Regions from separate parts of the Gossypium hirsutum genome. Here region 2 is linked to region 1. A link is a contact called in public Hi-C data. All regions are on one chromosome and are shown on one strand. The core of a region is the stretch at or near the end of the contact, and the rest is flanking DNA. Distances in the headings are between cores, read along the strand shown. Region 1 holds the start of LOC107938095 (probable protein S-acyltransferase 7). Region 2 holds the start of LOC107888838 (membrane-anchored ubiquitin-fold protein 4).

The links. Hi-C and Micro-C count contacts between places; a contact is called where the count stands out from the background.
Region 2: a contact with region 1 is called in a Hi-C map of leaf, with 2.5 times the contacts expected there. The contact joins the promoter of LOC107888838 here to the promoter of LOC107938095 in region 1. A contact is called at or near these places in 5 of 34 Hi-C or Micro-C datasets (callus and leaf).

Annotation. Positions count from the first base shown.
Region 1 is chrA09:30,760,302-30,764,456 of Gossypium_hirsutum_v2.1, forward strand. LOC107938095 (probable protein S-acyltransferase 7) reads right to left here and starts at 1,974. Exons shown (of 5, transcript XM_016871161.2): 1 at 1,537-1,974; 2 at 1,183-1,365; 3 at 374-670; 4 at 1-158. The coding sequence starts at 1,632. LOC107938096 (serine/threonine-protein kinase PBS1) reads right to left here. Exons shown (of 6, transcript XM_016871165.2): 5 at 3,771-4,155; 6 at 3,049-3,601. The coding sequence ends at 3,218.
Region 2 is chrA09:31,334,196-31,338,350 of Gossypium_hirsutum_v2.1, forward strand. LOC107888838 (membrane-anchored ubiquitin-fold protein 4) reads left to right here and starts at 2,038. Exons shown (of 3, transcript XM_016813080.2): 1 at 2,038-3,601. The coding sequence starts at 3,472.

The DNA.
Region 1 (4,155 bases), core at 724-3,223:
ATTAGAACAATGGAAGCTGGGGTTTTAATCATTGCTCTCCAAATTGTTGTCTCCTCTGATGCCATGATCCTTCTAATGTAGACCCAACAGAATGCAAAAACATATATACACAGAAGGGTTGTTGAGAAGACAAACATGAAGAAGAATCGATAATTTCGCTGCAGACAAAAAACATGAGAAAAGTTTACAATACCAAAAAGAGGAAATCGGAAAAACATGTTTCACAGCAATTTCAATTTCCAACCACTCTTAATATGAAAATTATGCAGCAAAGAACAGGTACATGCTAATTTAAGTTCCTAGACGGATATGAACTATGAAGATCATTGTTTAGGCTTCATATCCATGTAGCCTAAAGAAAATGGTGATGTACCAGTCCGATACATTGCCCAACCCAAGGACAGTGGTGATCAAATCGTTCTACACAGTTATTGCAGATTGAACAGTGTGAGCAGCGAGGAGGCCTATAAAGCATGCAAGTGTCACAATATTTGATCTTCACAGTGATTCCATTGACCTCCACTTCCTTAATACGTGGCAATCGTAACTGTGGAGTTTGACCAGCCCCAACATCTACATTTCCATCAAAACTTTCTGGCTCAGGAGGGTGTGCATTGCGCGGAATTATACCAGGATCTCTTCCGGATGTTAGCAATAGAAGAAGTAAATCCTGAAAGAAGAAACAAACACATGTATGAGCTTCAAGATCTGTTTTAAAGAAATCATATAGATTCTCCAAAACTCTAATAAATGCCATGGGGGATTTGTTTCCTACATGCAAGACACCATTTTGGACCTTCCAAAACATTCATAAATGCCATCTAGATCGATGCTGCAATCCTACTATTAATTCTATACTAAACTGCCATAAGAGTACGCAAACGGAGGAAAGGAGACCATATAAGCTATGATCATAGCAAATTATGAATTCAGAGTTGATATCTAGCCAAGAACAAAAGGGGGTTTATCACTAACCTTAACAATGGTAAACATCATGAATTAACACTACATGGAAAATATAAATAATGTTAAAGGCAAGATAATTCACGGTTCATCCCTCAAAGAAATCCCACCTCAGTGGGACTCACCATAATACCATCATCTTCCTAACATGTAATCAAACGTTTTTTTGTCCAAAGATAGCAATTCATTCAAACATGAAAAATTTGTAAAGGGACTTACATAGACAGTGAAGACAACAGCAACCACCATAATTAAATTACCCAAGTGATGAGAAAAATCATCCATCAATTTCCTTGCAACAAAAACACAGAAAATGGAAACTGGAGCTACTATAAGCAAAATAGTCAGCCCTAATGATCTTACATCCGGTCCAAATATAAACCTCCCTTGAAATAAAAATATCTGCAAACAATAAACAAGAAATCATAAGTTTAATGCCTTGAAATTCATGGATAAAAATGTAGTCCTTTTAATTATTACTTGTGATGGAAATTACAGTACAAATAGAACAGAAAAGGGGGAAATGAAGGATTTTGAAGTCTAGAAAAAAGGAATAAAACCAGGAAAGCTTACATTGCTGCCTTTCCAAGCTTGGTAAACCCGTAAATCACCCGACCCGCCGCCGATGGAACCCGGATCCGATCGCTGGGGTGGCGGCACCATATACATCTCTCCCTTTTACTCTCCCTTTTACTCTAAAGAATAATGATAAAAATAATTTACTTCAAAAGATGAGATTTGAGGAAAAAAAAACAAAAAAGGAAAGGAAAGAGCTTTTAAGCAGAAAAATGGAATGCCATGGTGGGAGTGAGTGAAGGGAGGGCGAGTTAACTGAGTAATAGCGAGTCGGGGAAGGGTAGGCGACAAGTCATGAGCCTCTTTCCAACAAAGTACTGAAAGTAGAGGAAAAGGGACGATGGTTGGGGGCTATGTGGGTTTTCCCTTCCTTTTTCTTTTATTTTGTTTCTTCGTTGAAATTTGAGTTGCATCGCATTACGCTTAAATTTCTTCACCAAACTAATAATTATAAGTATATAATATATAAAATCACTACTACTCATTATTTTATTTTGTTTATAAACAACAAATTAAAATATTATATTAAAAGAGGTTTTAATTCCTAGTTATTTAAATGGAAGCAGTAAATTTCTTTAGAAACACTAGTAACAAAAGAATGAATTGGTTTCGCTAAAAAACAAATTAAAATATTAAAAATAAATTTGATTTCAACAAGTCCCGGTTTTCTACATTAACCACTGTTTTTACATTAAAAATAAATAATTAAACATCTCGGATACTTGTTGGATCGACTAAACCTTTTAACTAAAATTTATACTTTAAAACAAAATCTCATTTTAAAAACTCTAGATGCTAAAAATATTTTTAAAAAATCGAATACCTATGAGATAAAAAAAATTATTTAATGAAATCGAAGAGAGCCTCTTTCGGAGAAAAAATGCATGCAACATTATGATTGCACCCTCGTTACCCTAAATAACCAATACAAAAAATAATGAATTTTTTAGAAAATAAAAGCATCGGAATTTGCGAAAGTAAAGTGTTGAATTTAATAGAGTGGGCTTTTTTTAATTTCTGCTTTAGGGTTTAGTTTAAGTGCAATTTGTATAGCATCATATCTTTCTCATAATTAGCTGCAAACGCCCATCGAAAACAAAAAGCAACAAAGTTGGCAGATCAAATTGAAAGCTTTCGGAGGGTTCTTGCAATGGTAAGAAAATGAAAAGAAAGCAAGGTTATTCAAGTGCTTTCACGCAGTGAAATGATTACGTCGATTGATGGTCGAGTTATTTGTTCTTCAAACTAAAAATAATAGTAAATTTGTGAGATGAACTTGAGCACAGGTGGTGCCATGGTGTAGTGGTTAGCACTCTGGACTTTGAATCCAGCGACCTGGTTCGACTCCCGGTGGGACCTTTTTTGCAACAACTTTTGGGTTTTTTCTTTTTTAAGAATTACACATGTATTTTAGTCCAACTATTATAATATTAATATGAATCAGGTTTTATAAACGCACCCAATTTAACTCTTCCATATTCCATTGTTCTTCAAACTGGAGGAGCCACATTATCAAAACAAATGCTAAACTCATTATTATTGCTGTTTCAAAGGAAAAACTACATATAGGTTTTTGGGAATCCATTGCTGCTTTCAACTGAATATACAAAGTCTTTCTTCTTACTAACTTCCTTTCTGTACTTGACATGTTCTAAAACATTAGAGATGAAAGTACCCTTTACGTGTTCGATCCATCCGAACTATTTTCTGCACTTTGTAGTCTTTTCTCCCTCCAACTCTCCCCCCACATCTTGGCCTCAGCCACCGCTCGTTCCCTGTTAAAATCCCGGTCTAACATCCTGGTTGTTTCCCTCGGAGACTCATTGTTCTCCGGCCCTTTCACACTGACCCTTTTAGCTTCATGTGCGCTATATGGATGGGATGTCAAATAATCAAGAGCAAGCACTATATCACCAATAGAGGGCCTGCAATTTGCATTTTCTTGGATGCATAGGAAGGCCACCTCTAGAGCTTTCTTCATGGTTGACTTGGAGAAGTGACCTCTCAGCAATGGATCCGCTAAGTTCAGAATGTTCATTCCATCTTTCAACATCGGTCGTGCCTGGAAAAAAAATGGAATGAACGGTTACTTAGAGAAACAATTTGATGTAATGGAGTTCCTAGGATCGGTATATTTCATTTAGATATTGATCCTCAAAGAGACTAGAATATATCAATGGCATTTCTTTGAGAATCAAACAGTTTCTGCCAGATCTTAAACAAAATATTACCCAATCAACAAGGAATCGTTCTTCACGAGCACGGCTATCATCAAGAGCTTTACGTCCCGTTATCAGCTCCAATAAGACTACCCCAAAACTAAAGATGTCAGACTTCATAGTCAATTTTCCACTAGTGAGGTACTCAGGGGCACAGTAACCGTGGGTTCCCATGATCCTGGTGGAAACATGTGATTTATCTCCACTCGGACCGAACTTTGCAAGCCCGAAATCAGAGAGTTTTGGGTTGAATCCCTCACCTAATAGTATGTTAGATGACTTTAAATCTCTATATATAACAGGAGGATTAGCTTCAGTGTGAAGATATTCCAAGCCTTTTGCTGCACCAGCAGCTATTGTCATTCTTGTATTCCAATCCAAAGGTTTCTGATCAGGT
Region 2 (4,155 bases), core at 788-3,287, 570 kb after region 1:
CAGGATCACATTCAAATTAGGAAATTACATATATCTATCAAATTTCATTATTCAAACGGAACTTCACATTTATTCAAGCTATATGAAGCATATAATTTATTTCATACTTTAAACATTTATAATTCATACAATCACGTAACACATTCAATACAAGCATATAAATATACACAATTCGGTTACACTAACTTACCTTAATAATCGTCCGTACAAGAAATTCTTCTAATCCGAAACTTTTTCTTTTCCTCGATCTAGCTTCGAATTTGAGTTGTCTGGATCTATATAAATGAATTTAATCATCAATTTAATTCATTTCATATTCAATTGAATTCAATTTACACCCTAGGAAATATTACCATTTTGCCCTCAAACTTTCCATAAATTCCAATTTCGTCCCTAGGCTCGAAAAATGAAATTCATGAAATTTAATCCTTATTTCAAGCCTAACCAAATTTTCATATAACATTTATAGTACTTATATTTCACAAAACTCAGAATTTTTCCATGGATTTTTCCACTTTTCAATGTAGTCCCTAAATCATGATTTCATAAAAATTCTCTTTGTAAAAGTTGTTTATCTATCAGTAACTTTTCATTTTCTACCATAAATTTCAAATTTTCAACATATTCATCCATCTTTACTTTGATAACTTTTTAAATTAGTCCTCAAAATAGATAGATTAAACTATCCCGATCTCAAAATTATAAAAATTACTAAAAACGGGACAGAAATACTTACCCAATTAAGCTTGATTAGTTTCTTCTCTCTCTCCTAGGGCTCCCATGAAATTTGGGGATGAATATGATAATAAAATAAGATGATATTTCTATTTAATTATTTATCATCTTTAATTATTTTGATTTCTAATTTAGTCCTTAGTCTTTTCTAATTTTTCCATGGATGAATCACCAAAAATATCTACTAACTTTTCTTTAATGGTCTAATTATCATATAAGGACCTCAAATTTTTAATTCCATAGCTATTTAATCCTTCTAGCTACTAGAACTCAACTTTTGCATTCTATGCAATTTGGTCCTTTCATTAATTAAACACATGATCGGTAAAATTTTCTTATCAGAATTTTCATATGACATTTCTATCATAATGCAGACCGTGCAATAATATTTAAAAAATTTTCTTTCTGGCTCGGATTTGTGGTCCCTAAACCACTGTTCCGATTTCACTAAAAATGAGCTGTTACAAAACCACTCAAAGATAGTGATTTTGTTAAACTCGATACTCTATTTTTAAAACTCAAAATGACGTGCTCCAAGTAACTGAAGGTTTAAATATATATATTTAATCTACGTTTTACAAAATGATGAACAAATTTTAGTTAAAGAGATTTTCTGCTGCGTCATTCTTTTTAAATATGATGTTTTATAATCAAAATCATGATACTCAAACTTTTCTAACAATAGATTATTTTCGACAAATTACTCTTAAAGAAGGGATGTAAGATTGATATTTTGATTCTTTTTCTTCAAGCGAAATAAAAGGACATTTTAAATACAATGATTTTTAAGAAAATATGAAAAAGAGTTTTCTTTGCCAATGACTTGGTCAATGTGATTCTCAAGATTCAGCCATAACATCTGAGCCGGGTTTAAGGGGTTACAAAAATAATCCAAGAAACATACTCATAGTAGGTCAATCCAATATGTTGTTCTGTATTGATTTTGACATTCCTATATCAATGACAACAGTTTGTCATCAATCAACTACACATTAGTCTCAATGCATTATTGTTTTCCAAACCCACAATAATACTTGACAAAATAACCTTTAACAATAATCATATTTTCTTAGGAATTTATTACAATTCAATTTATTTATATACATAGAAAAAAATTGAAATGATAATGACAATGCCTTATATTAATAAACAAGGTAAAATAAGTATGTAATTACAACCATCTCATGATTGGCCTTTGGGAATACTATAACATCTTTGTCCTTGATCTTAAAATGCACTATGAAATGGATGTTGGGTCATGGATGTTGAGGGTTAAGTAGAAAGAGTTTGATTGTTTCAAATTATTCTTGAGAGAAAAGAGAATAGATTGTTTGATATGATGTATATAGACTCTTGTTAAATATATTAAAAAATTGAGTGAATAAAAGTAAAACAAGTGAAATAAAAGCGTGGTTAATCTCAAAATCATTATGAGTGAACTTATTTTTATCGAGTGTGCACCATTCTAGACTTGCTGTAGCACTTGGGGGTGCCCTTGACATTCTCCCCTACTCAATCTAATGGTGCACTTGTTGCTAGGGGAATGCCGCACTTGGTCCCTCGATCGACATCTTCTATGTGAGTGACTCCTCAGGCCTTCAGGCCAAGTCTTCTATGCTCAATTTTTCTTGACCGTTACTGCACTTGGAGAAACCATCACTCTCAGTTCTTTTGCCTCCATGATGTTGGCGCTCTCTGCACTCTTTCCATTGCACTTTTGTATATGAGGGGTTGGACTTCTTTTCAAATCTACTTGCTTTCACATTCTCTCATGCTGCCCAATTGATCTTTGCCTTATGACACGACACCCAGCCTTAACACTTGCGGCTTCACATCGTGCTCATCCTTGAAAGCTCTAATGACGACCAACCTCCGCACTCAAGGCTCTGGATTGCTTCCACAACATTTGACTTTAAACTTTTCCAGTCTTCACGAGCACTAATAACTTAGCGTTCGTAAGGTTTTCTGTGACCCATCTCTCTCACGATTGCTTCGAGACTCCCTTTCTCTCGTTTGCTGGTCTAGTTATAATAAAAAGGGACACGCGTTTATGTTCGAAGCTTAAATTATGGTCAAAGGGACTTTCCTAGTCCTTGTATTTACCATGTTTTTTCAGCTTTTTTCTTTTCCAGTCACCAACCAAAATACGCCACGCCCTCTCTAATATCCATCCCTCCTAACTCACTATTTACGATACCTCCATGTCTCTCCCCTCTGCATTTGCAAATGGAAACATAAAAATAAACAACTCAAAGATTAAAAAAGAGAAAGCGTGAAGATCGGGTCTAATCTGGGTTCTCTTGAAAGTTTAACCAATTCTTTGAATCTTTTGTAGTCTCCCTCGTGTATATATATATCACCCTCAAGAGAAGAGAAAAGAGCTCCGCAATTCATTTCATCTTTTTTCTTTTTTGTAACAACTTTTTTTCGAAAGGTATATATATTTAAAGTCCTGTTGTAGTTTTAGTTGTCGGTTTAGGTTTTTTTTTTTCTTTCTAAAATTTCAATCTCTTTTTATCGTTTCATGTATGTAATTACAACGAAAAATACCCCAAGAGTTAGGGTGGAGTGAGGTGTGATTTTGGAATCTGTTACTTTTTCTTTCATTTTCTAGGGAAACCCAAACAGAGAATAAAAATAAATTGTATGTAGTGGTGAACTTGAGAGGTTTTTTTTTTTTTTTTTTGGAAAAGAAGGCAAGGGTTTTGATTTTGGTGGATAATTTTGGAAATTGAAATGCCGGAGGAGGAGGTGGTAGAGATTAAGTTTCGGTTGTATGATGGATCAGATATGGGTCCATTTCGATACTCGCCTGCTTCAACCATTGCTATGCTCAAGGAAAGAATTGTTGCTGAATGGCCTAAAGGTTTGTTCTTCCATTTTCTCTTTCAAAAGTTATGTGTCTGTTTACCCCAAAGCCTAATTTCTATTTCATATGACTCAAGGGTGTTTTGTTTTTAATGTTGGGTCCTTGGGATGCATTCATTGGTTTCTTGGTTCCCCTTACATTTGTGTTTTTTAGTTAGGGTTTCACTGATTGATGCTTCAAGATAATGTGGTGGCGTTTTGAAGTTATTTTCAACATATGGCATTTATTATAGTTTACTTGTTTAAAAGGGTTCTTATATGGAATTTATTATAGTTTGCAATTTTCAGAAATAGTAGGTTGCCCTCTCTGTTAAACTCAATCCAACACTTGTTTGCAGCAAATACAAACTTCTCTGTTAAATAGGCATAGATTGATGGCAAGCTTTAACTTATAATTGGGTAATTAGTAGCTTACTAGTCTTCAAATAGATTGCAACCAATATGGAGTTCTCTTTGGAAAGATCTCTAGATGTTAACAGCTACACCTGTTTATGGATGCTATAACTCAACTTTTGTTACATATGGAACATGTACTGTTAATGATCGGATGGA